Linked DNA regions of Mus musculus: region 2 is linked to region 1. The links are chromatin contacts, called in public promoter capture Hi-C maps. All regions are on one chromosome and are shown on one strand. Each heading gives the region's core, a stretch centred on a gene start, on an enhancer-like site or on the middle of the called end of the contact. The rest is flanking DNA. Distances are from core to core; before and after follow the strand shown.

What was found. Promoter capture Hi-C pulls out the DNA fragments that hold promoters and counts their contacts.
Region 2: a promoter capture Hi-C map of stem cell-derived epiblast-like cells shows a contact between it and region 1, with 2.7 times the contacts expected there. The contact joins the promoter of Lpl here to the promoter of D130040H23Rik in region 1. A contact is called at or near these places in 3 of 39 promoter capture datasets (the C10 cell line, embryonic stem cells and stem cell-derived epiblast-like cells) and 2 of 484 Hi-C or Micro-C datasets (both in embryonic stem cells).

What each region holds. Positions count from the first base shown.
Region 1 is chr8:69,268,629-69,275,406 of GRCm38.p6, reverse strand. D130040H23Rik (RIKEN cDNA D130040H23 gene) reads right to left here and starts at 4,303. Exons shown (of 5, transcript NM_001384124.1): 1 at 4,216-4,303.
Region 2 is chr8:68,876,767-68,883,902 of GRCm38.p6, reverse strand. It overlaps Lpl (lipoprotein lipase), which reads right to left and starts at 3,348. Exons shown (of 10, transcript NM_008509.2): 1 at 3,063-3,348. The coding sequence starts at 3,150.

The DNA.
Region 1 (6,778 bases), core at 3,054-5,553:
CAGACACCAACACCCAAACATCAGGTGGAGTTTGGGGCACCCTGAGGAAGAGGAGGAGGACAGATTGCTGGAAACAGAGGAGTTGATGACACCATGAGAATATGGCCCACCTAAGGGGGGACTCATAGGTAATCACAGAGACTGAATCAACCATCATGGAGCCTGCATGGTTCTATGCTAGGTCCTCTGCGTATGTGCTGTGGTTGTTCAGCTTGGGGATTTTGTGGAACTACTAACAGTGGGGGTTGGGCTGTCTCTGACTCTTTTGCCTTCTCAAGGAACACTTTTCTTCCTAGTGGGTTTCCTTGAAATGAGGGCTTATGCCTAGTTTTATTGTATCTTGTCTTGCCTTGTTCAGTTGATATCACTAGGAGGCCTGCTCTTTTTTGAAGTGAAATGTAGGAACACTGGACATGAGGGAGAGTGCAGATGGGCTCTACACACAAATATGTGTCTATGCTTGTGTCTATGTTGTGTGTGTGTGTGTGTGTGTGTGTGTGTGTGTGTGTGTGCGCGCACGTGTGTGTGTGTGTGTGTGCCCAGAGAGGTTAAGAATAGACCATCAGAGCCGGGCGTGGGTGACACGTGCCTTTAATCCCAGCACTCAGGAGGCAGAGGCAGGTGGATTTCTGAGTTCGAGGCCAGCCTGGTCTACAAAGTGAGTTCCAGGACAGCCAGGGCTATAAAGAGAAACCCTGTCTCAAGAAAAAAAAAAAAAAAAAAAAAGAATAGAACATCAGACCACCTGGAGGTAGAGTTACAGGTAGTTGTGAACCACATGATATGGATCCTGGGAACTGAACTCTGGTTCTCCGGAAACACATCAAGAGCTCTTTACCACTAAGCCATCTCTCCAGGCCTAGGTCCCCATCACCTCTTTTCTACCAGTTTCTAAACCCTTTGTAATATTTATATATGACAAGCCTGAAAGTAGAATACAACATTCAGAAGTTCTAGAAACCAGACAAACCTTCAGAATGCCTGTGTGTGCACACTGGGCAGTGATGTTACAAGAACCACAGCATCCCACAGCAATCCACACTCAGGGAAGCTCAGAGGCCAGGGGACACTACCCAAGTCTCCACATGCTTCAACAGAATCCAGTCTGGTTCACATTCCATCCCAGTCCCAATGACTCTGACAGCATAGCTGGCCTTATCTCCCCTAATCTAGTCAGCAGACCCCACACCTACCATGGTATGGCTAGTAGTCTCCATCACACTCCCTACAGCAGCACCAGAGGAGAATTCTGGAAGGAACCCACAAACTACCTTTCACTGGTGTTTCTGATTATTAGGACTTCTCAGAGTCTCTCATTAGCTAGGTCTTCCCAGCAGGGTATAGGACAATAGCAGCTCCCCTACAGGGTGAGCAGAAATCAACAGACTCAAATAGGACAGGCCTTCCACAATAGAGGCAGACAGGTCCCTAGTCTGGAAAACTTGTATTTTAGTAGAAATTCTTCCAGTCTCCCAGAGCACTTCCTGTCTCTCTTCCATGACATGAGGTCCCTTTGATACTCAATGTCTAGTGGAGCCATTTCTTGATCTCACAGCTGGGAAGTCCTGCAGCCAAATTTAGGTTAAATTCAACCAGTAACAACAATTAAAGCAAAAAGAGGCCATTTCATAGAATGCATAAAGGAGTATATAGGAGAAAGGAAAAATAATTTGTAAATGATGTAATTACAATTTCAAAAATTATATTTTAACGTTGAAACCCAGCTTTATGGCCCCACCTGCTCAAGGGACTATCGATTTGTAGAAGACCACACCTAGGATTACTCACACCTTTTCTCTCAGACTCTCCATTTTCATCCAGGAAAAGCAACACTCCTGTTAGACATGGCCATGTCAGTTTGACCAGATCTTCTGTACTGGTTAAACTAGTGTAACTACAGTAATTTGGTTCCTAGAAATAAATTCAGTTCTTTATTCAGATTCTTGATTGCATGTCCTGTGGACCCAAGAAACAGGACATTGATTGATCACCTAAAATTGACTCCCAGAGTACTCATTGGTAATCCCTACTGTTGCCAGAGCAAAAAAGCTCTCACCACCCTTCCTGACCCTGCCTTTCTGTGCTGTGACTACAGCAGTTTCAAAGTTGGTCAGTGAACTCGGTTCTAACACAAGTTCCTCTTCATTTGTAATTTCCTAATAGAAGCCAAGGAGGGCAGAGGACAATCATTCATTGGTCTCTTTTCCCTTTTCCTGGAAGGAGTTGCAGGACTGCCTTTCAAGCACTAGGCAGCAGAGGCAGGATTAGGTGTGGAAAGCAATGATAAATTGCAAGCCTGGGCTATGGGAGACATTGCTGTAAACAGAAATCAATACATAAATAGCATTTGAGAAAAACAGAATAAAATTCCTAACGAGAAGGAAACACTGGAGAACAGAAAGAAATAGAGATTGGAGCAGTGACACATTTAAAGAAAATTACATTTAAAAAGTGATACCAATAACTGACTTTTTTAAAAGGTAAAAATGATGTATAATTTTGTACTTAACTGATGCTTTAGCTACACTGGGTACACAGTACACCGTGTAGCATAGGACCACCACTTAGTTGGAGAATGCTATGACAAATGTGGTCAGCATTGCTGGTGCTCTGTCTGTATTACTCTACTGAGCACATCAGTACATCCCGCCTACCTGCTAACTCTAAGCCCTCTGGTATATTTGTCTCTTGCTATTTTAGTTTTGCCTGTCACCCTAAGTCATTGCAGCAGGCTCAGCGTGCCGAAATGTACGTGTATCATCTCCCTTGACGGACAACTTTTAACAAATTGCTGACTGGAGGTGATGTGTAAAAGCATGATCCCAGCCAGCTGCTTCTCCTGGTGGGGAAACTCCCCGTGTGCTTTACATTGCTTTGGAGTTTCCCTGTGGGGATTCACCTTCAGTTGTTCTCTCTGCTTTTCTCACTTTTCTGCTCCATTACCTCTTCTATGTGTACAACCAAAACACTTTTTTTATTTGAATTACTGTCTCAGTTTCCCACATATAACCTAAATTAAGAAAATAAAAAGTGTACATGTTATTAAGTTAAAAAATTTTTAAAAGGTAAAAATAATTGAAAAAAAAATCTTAGCACTATTGACCTGGAAAAAGAGTAGATCCTTCCTTAGTAGAGGGAATGCCATTAATAAGATATCGATTGACCTTGCCTCTGGGCACAGTGTTAGCTGTTGAGATGTATAACCCATGACACACAGCTACAGCCAGTGAGTGGCCTGTGTCTCAAACCTCTGAGCTGACTTAACTGTGTCAATCCAGGTTTCTACTGGATCTACCAGGTTTGTTCCTCAGTTTGAGAAGGGGCAGTGCTCCTTTTCCACACAGGAAAGCCTCAGGGAAAACCTTGCTAGATCAGGCCAGCCCTCAACACAACAGTGCCCTTCCTTTTCAAAGAGCTGTGTCTTACCCATCGGGCAAAACTATGCTTTTTTAGTGGGAAAAACTAGACCTGTATAGCACACCAGACCTTGATGTTAGTTGTGACCGTGCACTACTTCTTTGAATAGCTTTTAGACAACTAACTGCCTTTTAATATGCGGATTGCGTTAGTGGCTGGTTGTAAATCTTTTGTTAGAGTTTGGGGCCAAATGTCGAGACAATTCTGGTGAGTGAACATGTGTTTCTGATCACCTCATGTCTAAGAAGCCTGGTTAGCATACTACTTATCATCATCTTTAGGATGCTTTAGAGGCAGCCCACCCTTAGCTAAACTCTACTTTGCGTGACTTATTATCTCCTAAGCATTGGTAAATCCTTTCCATCATCAACTCTACCCTTCTCCATCACAGATTATTAGCGGAGTGCTAACGAACACATGAAACGCCATTTACTACCTCCCCAAAACTAACTCCAAATGGATCGTACTCCTAAATATTAAATATGAAGCACAGAAATTCTAGAGATGCTAGAGAAACTGGGACTCTCTGAGTTTGGCAAACTGCCATCTTCAGATGCAACAAAAGCCTGGTGAAACTGACTACAAGGATACTTCTACACACTACCCCTGTTCCCAAGGCTCTGCGCAGATGCAGCTCCCAGACCACCACTGGGGTCTAGGGAGATGCAAATACCACAAAGAATCTCACAGCAGGCTGCATCTAACCACTGCTTCCCATCCGACCCCAGGGAGGGCCAACCACACGGGCTCCCGAGGTTCACAAGCCCACTGCTCACCAGGCAACCGCCCCTCGCTCACCATATCTTCTCTCCCAGGCTCGCGCTTAAGCCGCAGGTAGTGGCAAAGAACCACTAGCACTAAGGAAGCTTCAGATTCCAGCCTGCAGAAAGTCCCCCGGAAGAGCCCGCCTCCCCTTCTGACTGGAGGTCCGCCTCAAGGGTCTGATTGGCTAATGAGACTTGAGTGACAAGAACCTCCCCCTTATGCTTAGAGGATGCAGAAGGGACACAGCACAGTGTTTGCTAGAGCTGATATCAACCCCAAGGCCAGACCTTTCCCGGATATGCACATATTTGCATTTCAGTCGCATTTGCCCCTGCCTCCAACCATTCACCCTTCCGCCTTTCTGCACTCAGCAACATTTCCTTCTTCCTCCTGGACACTGGGTGGCTGGCTTGTGCATCTCATTTCACAATGTGGAGTGGAGTGATTTTTGTGTCCCACAAGTAGAAGGGAGCCACAATATTAACAATTAAGGAGAGATTTTAGGAATCAAAACGTTTGTTCTTTTGCTTGACACTGAGGCTAGGTGAAGTTCAACTGCATGTAACCTGGGAGGCAAGGGTACGTCAGAATATCCTGAGAGAAAAGCTGGAACCAGATCAGAAACACAATGATAGGTATACCTCCCACCAGAAGGCTGAATGGTACTCCACTCCTATAGGAGTTTTCCTCATGAAATGCAGGCCTGTCTCCTGACAAATTAGTAATAATGAAAAGTATAGTCTCCATGGTAACTTGAATACTTAGAATGAATTGGTTCATAGAAACATGCCTTTTATGAACACTATTCTTAGCCAGCATGTTCCTGAGTTAAGGTGAAAAGAACATAGCTGTGTATTAGTGAAGGTTCTCTAGATGAACAGAAGGGATAAAACAGATCTCTATGTAGGTAGAAAGGGAATCTATTAGAATGGCTCACAGGCTGTGGTCCAGCAAGTCCAAGAAGGGCTGTCTACCAACTAAAAGTTGAAGAATTCACTAGTTCAGTCCATTAGGCTGGTTGTCTCAGCCGGTCTTCAGTATAACCCACGATTTTAAAGATAGGGGCTCTAATGCCAGTAAAGAAATGAACTTACAAAAGTAGGCTGTTACCAGAAGGTGTGGCCCAGATTAAAGGTGAATATTGTCACCTCAAAAGATCCTGAAATGTCTTTCCACTTTAAAAGCTTTAATTAAAATCCCTCGCATGTTTTCAGCCCATTGGGTTTTAGTTAATTCCAGATGTATTCAGTCTGACTATCAAAAATTGCTATCACAGCAGACAAAACAGAAATGCTGAGCCAAAGTTCTTACCTGTATGGGCATGGGAGTCATTTCCAAAGCAATGCTGTTTCTCAAAAAAGGAAGCATGGGGATTTTTCTTAGGAAGCCTGGACACATTCACGTGGAGTTCTGCTTATTCCTCAACATGCTCATTTAACAAATACACTTTTGAACATGGTCGCAATCTAAAAGCAGAGACGTTTATGTGCCTTCTAACTCAAAGTCAAGCAGGAACATAAAAAAATTATCTTAAAAGATGGAAGGAAATGTCTCCGGCATGTTCATCTTGTACCACAAGATCATAAATGAAAATCATGTGTTAATCTAGCCAGGAGAGAATAAGGCCACTACCACAATTTTGAGCCAAATTTGAACCAAGCTTGATTTTATTGGGATGCACCCAAGAGCTAGCCAGCAACTGCCCCCTAAGTCAGGTTAAAGAGAGAAACCCTTCATTTTTGACCCACTTTAAGGAGTAAAATCATAAGATTTGCCAAGCCAGTTTACAGAAGGGAGACATGGAGGCAGTAAAGTAATATGAAAAAATATCTCAAAAACACACACTATGGTCATTATGTGATTAGCAAGAGTGGTTAGGAAGGGTCAGGAATGTTCAAGGCGTCCTCAAAAATAAATCAAGGTCATGAGTTGGGACAGGTCAAGCTCCAGGAAACAAAATTAAAAGCAGCAGCTCAGCTCTTACAGTAAATGGAAACCTATTTTTTAAAAATACAGCATAATGGCTGCTGCCTTCAAAATGGAGTCAGGCAGGTTCCTCATAAGTAAATGAGTCTGTGAATATATCTTACTTAGGAGCCAATAATACCTGTTAATTATGTTTTATACTCTTAAAGATAGATGTATCAATTCAATAATTTTCACACATACAAATGAGAGAGAGCACAAATATAGCAAACATCAAGGAAAAGTCACCTATTGGCACCGTAGACACTGTACTTACAGTGAACAGCTACACTGAGCTATTCTATGCTCAGAAGGCTGCTTTCGCCTCTGAGCAGGCTGGCTCAGAGGAAGGCGATGGCTGTTGCCATGCAGAATAAGAAAGAGTTCATTTTAACCAACCCTGGCTGCTGTCTCTCTCAAGACTGTGACATCCACAAAGATTTATTTTTCTTTTTTATGTTAGTAATGAGTGTTTGCCTGCATGAGTCTATTCAGAACCCACAGAGGCCAGAAGAGGGCAGACGATCCCAGCAACTGGAGTCATAGCATATTATTAGTAACCTTATGTGTCCTGGAACTGGAACCTGTGTCCTCCGGAAAACACCCAGTGCTCTTAACTGCTGAAGCATCT
Region 2 (7,136 bases), core at 2,099-4,598, 390 kb after region 1:
ATCATCACCCAGGTGCACTCCGGGTTGACTACTGGAGGGTCAGGTGAGCTTGACTAATCTGAGGTGACTGTTGCTAAGGAAACTCGGAAATGTATCTGTGACTCTGCATTCATCCAACTGTGCTGCCTTTTGCTATTTTCTTAGGAATATTAAGTCCACATTGGAAAAAGAAGGGGAGAAGACAAGAGAGGGGAAAGAAGGAAGAGCAGGAGAGGACTGAGGAAGTGAGGAAGATGAGAAAGAATGAAGGAGAGAGGCAAAGGTCTATCCTTCAAATGCTTCCATCCTGAATTTGACCCACTACAGTAATACCACCCTAACAACTGCGACCACCCAGACACACCCTCATTACACACTGGGGTGATGTGTTTAGGTAGGCAAATTAGAAGATAATATGTTCCTTTTGCTGTGTAATCTTTATTCCTATGTTTCCAAAAAGACAGCTTGAATATAGTGTATAACAAAGAAAAATTTATCCTGATATGGGTAATAGTCACAGGGATGAAATCAGGCTTAGTCAGATCACCATAGAGAGGGTGGGGTTAGATAGAGGGGACTGTAGTGCTGTCAGAAAAGTAGCAGCACGGAAGTGACACTAAAGACAGATGAATGCCATCAGAGGAGGGGCACCAAGTGTCTGAAGACTCAGAAGAACTCAGTCACCATCACAATACGGTTTCCTCAGATGAGCCACACACACAACACAGTGCAGCCTTGGTGATGATAATGTGGAAACAGGCTATGGTCAGAGGAAAAGGGGACAAGACCCCCTGAAATGTTTTCATCGACTTGACTGGACAATCTGACAGAACAGAAACAGTCAGTCAGTCAAGGAGTATAAAGTCTCCTCTACAGCGCAGCAGGAAAGGGAGGCTGTGCTAAAAATACAGTCTGTCAAAGGCACTGAACGTCTTTCCACTGCGACTCTTCCCCCACTTGTCTCCCCACACCTTTCAATGCCGCTATTAATCAGTCACTCCCTTGTCATCTCCCAGTTATTTAACTCAGATATTAACCTCAAGTGAGCACTGTGGCTGAAGGAACGGGACTTGGCAGAGCAGGACCCTCTATGCTCTCTTTTAGCTCTCTGCTTTCCTGCCTGGGACCAGGAGAGGCTGCAGGGGCTCCAGGAAGAAGCACAGGGCAATGCCTCTCAAACTCGCACACTATTCGTGGAAAAAAAAAAAAATAAAGAGTGAACACGGAAACTGGGAGCCCAGAGGGGAGCTGGGATCGCTCCAAGCTGTGCCTTTCTCACCCACATTTTTACCCCTAGGCAAACTCATTTGTGGGACAAAGGGCTAGGCCTGCTGTGGTTAAAGAAGCTCACTGTAAAGGGCTACCCTGAGAGGACAGAAAGATGATAAGAGGAAGTCATTTCACATCTGATTAGGAATAATATTCACCAAATACATTTTATTGATAGGAAAATCAGGTGATGGCTAAAATCCAAAATTATTATGTAGTTACTTAGGTGTCCCTTTAAATCAAGTATAAGGGAGGAGCCCCAGGGCACTGTGAGTCTTGCCAACTTTCCTAATGTTAGAGCTCATGCAGCTAACCCCAGAAGGGTGACACTAAGTAACTGAGAAGCTGGGTCCAGAGCTTCTAAAGGAACCTTTAGCAAAACCTAAAAATGTAGGCGACCTTTTCTATGGGAGTTTACGGTAAAAGTCGTGTTCTACTATGGTATACTTTCTGAAATGTGAATCGAAAGTTTGCTCCTATTTTCTTAACCAGAGTTGCAAACCTGCCACCGGAGAGGCAGAATCTCCAGTATCCTCAAAACACCCAGGATTCGTTTCTTTCGTGCAGTTCTGCCATGATGGATTCTCTTTCCTTTGATAACAAGACATTTACAACTATACGCAGAAATAAAGGCAAGCTTTTAGCTGCAGTCATAGACTCCACTAAGACTGGAATTAGGCTGCGGATGTGCCACCTTAGAGCACCTCCAGGGGACACCACCCTCGTGGCGATTCCACCAGCAGCAACACAAGGAAACCCCAGCCTTCTTTTACGACTGAGTTCAGTCACATTTTGAGTCTGTGTTCTGTTAGCTCAATCAAGGTTCAAGTTACAAGGCTTCTCAATTGTGGGCAGGTCTCGACTTCAAGGCCATAAAGCAACTTGCTACTGACCCTAGTCTTCTCTAGGCAGAGAGCAGGCAGAGCCGTGGAGGTGGCCGCTTTTTTTTTTTTTTTCACCTAGTGTTGAAAGCGATCTCCCTTAGGCTCTAGAGAATCCCATGTGCTCTCAGCTAGCTGAGCGCCTCCCTTAGGGCGAGCCTCTCCTGGGACAGCAAGGAAAGGACACAGAGCTGAACTGGCAACCTCCAAGCCACAGGCTCCAGTCGGCTGGTGGCTGAACCTCGTTTTCTGGAGGGTAGGTTCATTTCTGGGCTTTCTTGAGTACTGAGCTAAGCCGAGCACAGGAACGCTTGCAGGACGCCAGCTTCCAGGACTCTGCGCCACGCGTTCCCGGGCGCCACCGCGCACTCCCACTTTCACTGTAGCTCACAACCCCCCGCCGAGAGCGACAGCGCCCTGTACAGTTGGAATGCACACAACGCGTCCTCCCACCTGCACCCTCGATTCACTCTTCCCGCTTCTAGAGGGGTCTGACCCGCAGTCCCAGCAAAGTTAGGGTCACTTTGGCCCGCGTGCCTTGCATTCAGCACCCCTATTCCCTATAGGGAGGTCACCACCGGTCACTACAGCTTTGCTCGGCCTCTGCGTCTCCCCATCCTAGGCTCCACACCCCACGCCCCAGCCGTTCCCTGCGATGGCAGTCGGCGGGAGAGAGCAGGAGACCGAGTGGGAACTCAGGAGAAAGGAAAAAAAAGCGGGAACCCAGAGTCGCCGTAGCGTGATGGGAGGCAGAGTCTCTCCCTTCTCCTCCTGGATTCCATTCCAGCCACCCTTCCCGGGAATTTACTGCGCCTGGGAGTCCCAGTGCATGCACGTACTTCCAACTTTCTCCCTCCCATCTTCAGATGGAGAAAAAGTGGTCCTGTCCGGGTCTGCAGGTGGGGGTAGGGGGAGTTGGCGCGAAAAACGTACCGTCTGCTGCGGCCACCCCTCCTCGGAAGGCGGTCAAACTCTGGAGCCAAACTCCCAGGACCACCAGGAGCAGGGCTTTGCTCTCCATCTCCCGGTGCACCCTTCTGCTTTGCTGCTGGAACTACGCGGCGTGGGGCAGTCAGGAGCGGGTTGAGCAGGAGGCGCAAGAGGACTGGAGCGCGGTGGAGCGCCGTAGGGCAAGTCAACCTTTAAAGGGGAGGGCAGAACAGTTACAAGGGGCAGAATTCCTCGGAGGAGGAGTAGGAGGAGAAATCGAGAGTCTGACACTGTTTCCACTGCACAGCTGTTTAAGTGACTGGAAATATGCAAATAAGACTCATCACCTATTGGCTATAAAATCATAAGTTGGGGGGAGGACTCTAAATGCACTTCCAAATATTTGAGCAAACGGTAACGAGGCTCAACGGTGCCAGCGAGAAGAAGGGGAAAGGGCAGGAAGGAAAGCTTGCTTGTTGTTTAGACTCCAGTTTGCCTACCGGGAGGAATCTGGTCCCTAGGGACCCCTATAGAGGCAGAGAGGAGGGGTTTACACTGATTTATGTTGAGTAGTCTACGATCCGTTTTCTAAGGGGAAGAAGTTTTGCTCTTAAACAGCGTGTACCTAACACTTTCACACTCACACACATACAACCTTTTGATAAATCTTTGTTAAACTTGAGAGATCCTTTCAAACGCACACCCTCCCCCACCCACCCACAGGTCCCCACGCGCCAAAGGGACCTTAGGACACATATTGCTCAGCGCATGGTGCCTGCACGGTCTGCTTTGTATCTTGGCAATATGGGTCTCCTTCTGTAGTAGAAGAAAAGACCCACTTGCTTTAACTAGTTTCTAATTTTTGCCTTATGTAAATTGTACTCGATCCTTTAATTCAGCAAGAAACTCAAGAATAACATCTATTTTCAGAGGCAGAAAGTCATGGTCAAACATTTTAAGCTATCCTGGATTTTCAGTGGGAGAGGCCATGCCAAATGACCATTCCAAACCTACAAAGACAGTCCATAGATTAGTGATGTTCCAGGGCGAGGGGATATGGGGTGCTAGGAGTGTGGGGGCAGGGTGAGGAGCATGATAGAAATATTCCAAATTCCATTATGCTTATCATTGTTCAGCTATGTTGATGCGTTGATATTAAATTGTACTTTGCAAGGGTGAATACTGAGCTTTTGCAAAGTGGACTAGCACATGTTTGTAGAAAAGCAAGAAAAATAAAAGCACATCATATACTGTGCTCATCTGCAAGTATCTTTTTAAATGAAAAGGGTGCTGATTAGCTAGAAAAAAAAACCAATAAACATTAAATTCCCCACCTTAATGCTGAGAAACCACCTCAAAAAATTAGTTCTCTTTACTGATCTCAATATTTTTAGGATGGTTCCCTCTCTCTCTACACACACACACACACACCCTTGGAGGTTAAGGGGATCAAAAACTATATACTTTAATATAAGCCCGCTTTTTAAATTTCTCACAACTATCAGATAAAAGCCAAACATGCTGTTGTGTAGATGAATTCCAGCCAGATGTCTCGCCATCTCATCTTGCACTGCAATCGCTAAGCAATGCATCATCCACGTTCATTACTGGCTCCAACGCATGTGGTGGATCTTGAAAGTTGGCAAGAGCGAAACCCCACTGAACAACTTTGGAAATGGCAGAGATACTCCAGGGCACATAACTAGAATATGGCCAACCTCTGAAAGAAGTATATAGGAAGCTCTAATTTTAAAACATGGCAGTGGCATAAAAGACATAAAAACAGAAGTGTAGAAATGCTTTGTGTTTTATCTAGAATAGCCACACAGCCGAATTTCAAGCTTAAAAGTCATTTGATCAGACTCCAAACCGACCTGCACTGCTACCTGGAACTTTCAGAGAACTTCAAGATTTTATGAGATTAATAAAGGGGCAAAGGGGCATCTAACACAATGCATTTTAAAAATGCCTCTCCAGTTAACTGATCACAGAAAGCACTCAAGAGTCCAGAGATAAATACTTATCTATGGTTTGTTGAAGCTGCTTCTATAATATGTGAACCTGACTTATACTGGCCTATATTGTCACTTTGCATGACCAGTACGGTGCACAGATTTCCAAGAAGAACTAACACGGAATTCAGACACGCTGGCCTCTCTCCAGGGGACAAGTGGTGGGCAGGTAGGTGTGGCAGCCACACTTGTTCATGATTGGTTGTGCTGGCCTTAGTCAGGTGCCCCAGTTCTCCCCGCAGACGCTCACATGAGCTCCAGGTCAGGCTCCTGTGAGCTTCTGACAAGTCTGATGCCCAGACTTCCACAAGGTTATTTGGCCATGCATAGCTTGAGGCTTGGCTTTTTCTGAAATTGACTTTTTCTTTGTAATAGACAAAAAAAAAAAAAAAAAAAAGGTTATGTTTGAACAATCTGAGCATTTTCAAATGTTAAAAAAAAAAGTACCCTTAGGGTAGGGCACTTTGGTATCTGCTATAGTTAAAATCGATTTAAGTACAAAACCAAATATGTATCGCTTACGAAACACTCACTTTCCTACTTTCCTGATGTTAAGTGATAGGTCACTTCTCCACCACTGAAATGAGCCAGTTCAAGCCAGATTAGATTGTGCTCAAGGAAGATTTATTGGGAAGTTGCTCTTAGGTGAGTTCACAGGCCCAAAGGATTGAGGCCAGGGGAGTCGCCATGGAGAGGTGGAGGAGGGGAGGTGAAAGAGAAAAAGGGGAGACGGAAAGAGGGAGAGAGAGAGGGAGAAAGGGAAGGAGAGAGAGATAAAGGGAGAGGGGCACACAATATGTCTGGATTATATAGGGAAGAGCCTCTGGGGGAAGGGCAGCCTAGTCCCTGGACTGGAATGTTCAGGGGTGGGGGCAGGGTATGTCAAGTAGAGACTGAGGGATGCTGGGAGAACCTGGAGGCCAGGTCTGTTTTGATATGTAAAATATGCACCTTAGTACCTTGTGGGAAGTGTGTGTGTGTGTGTGTGTGTGTGTGTGTGTGTGTGTGTGTGTGTGTGGAGGGGGGGGGGGTGTTCCAAAACCAAAGAGTAAGGAAATTCTGTCTGTCCTTCTGCCTGTCCGTCATAGGTTTGATTGACTGCTTGCCATTTGCCCATTGAGCAATCTTCATCCTCTCATGCATTTAGTGATTTTAGCTGTAACAGAGCTGAAAAATTCTCCCATATTACAGATGGGAAAAGACAAAATTCCCCAAAGATTAAATACCCCAAAATCACCAAGTGTACCTCTTCTATTTTGGTGGTTTCAGGAGAAAAAGGTAATGTGTTAATTTGTAATATTTTAATTGCAAACTAAAAGGGAAGCAGACCTTTTTTGTAGACGCAGATTGTGGTTCAAATGCTATTCTATGTTTTCTTGATAAAACTAAAATATAATGAAACGTCTAAGTAAGGTTGAAAGAGCATTGTGCAAGGATGGAGCTGATAACTAGAAAATGCACTGAATATGAGAACAACGTGCCTAACACAAATCTAAAAATACAATCTCATAAATGTACAAATATTTTTGGGCTGGAAAGATGACTTTGTGGTGGCTGAGAGGGTTAGGGTTAGTTGGCTTGGCCTTCTGAGAGCCTGTGCTTGACTCCTGGAGCCCACAGAGTGGCCTGCACCATCCGAAACTGGACTTTCAGGGGATCTGATGCCCTCTTCTGGCCTCCAACAGAACCCAGAATATGGCGAACTTGCATACATGCAGGCAAAACCCTAAACACATTTTAAAATAAAATGTCTTAGGTCCATTTTAAATACATCTAAATAAGAAAAAAAAAAAAAAGGTCAAGATGAAGGGCTTTTCTGCCATTACCTACCCACATCCTAGGATTGAACTGCAGTACTGAGGAACAAAGGGACAAAGTGGAGAATGACAACTAAGGATCTGCCAGTGAGAATGGGGCTCTTATTTGAGTAGCCAATAGATAGGCTTTGGCCTGTGGCTCCCTTCCTAACCAGCTGCTATGTTGTAGAATCCCAAATAATGTAACTCAGACAGAAGACGGTTTTGGGCAAAGCTGAGTGTTGTGACTGAAAGATATCAAAGGTACA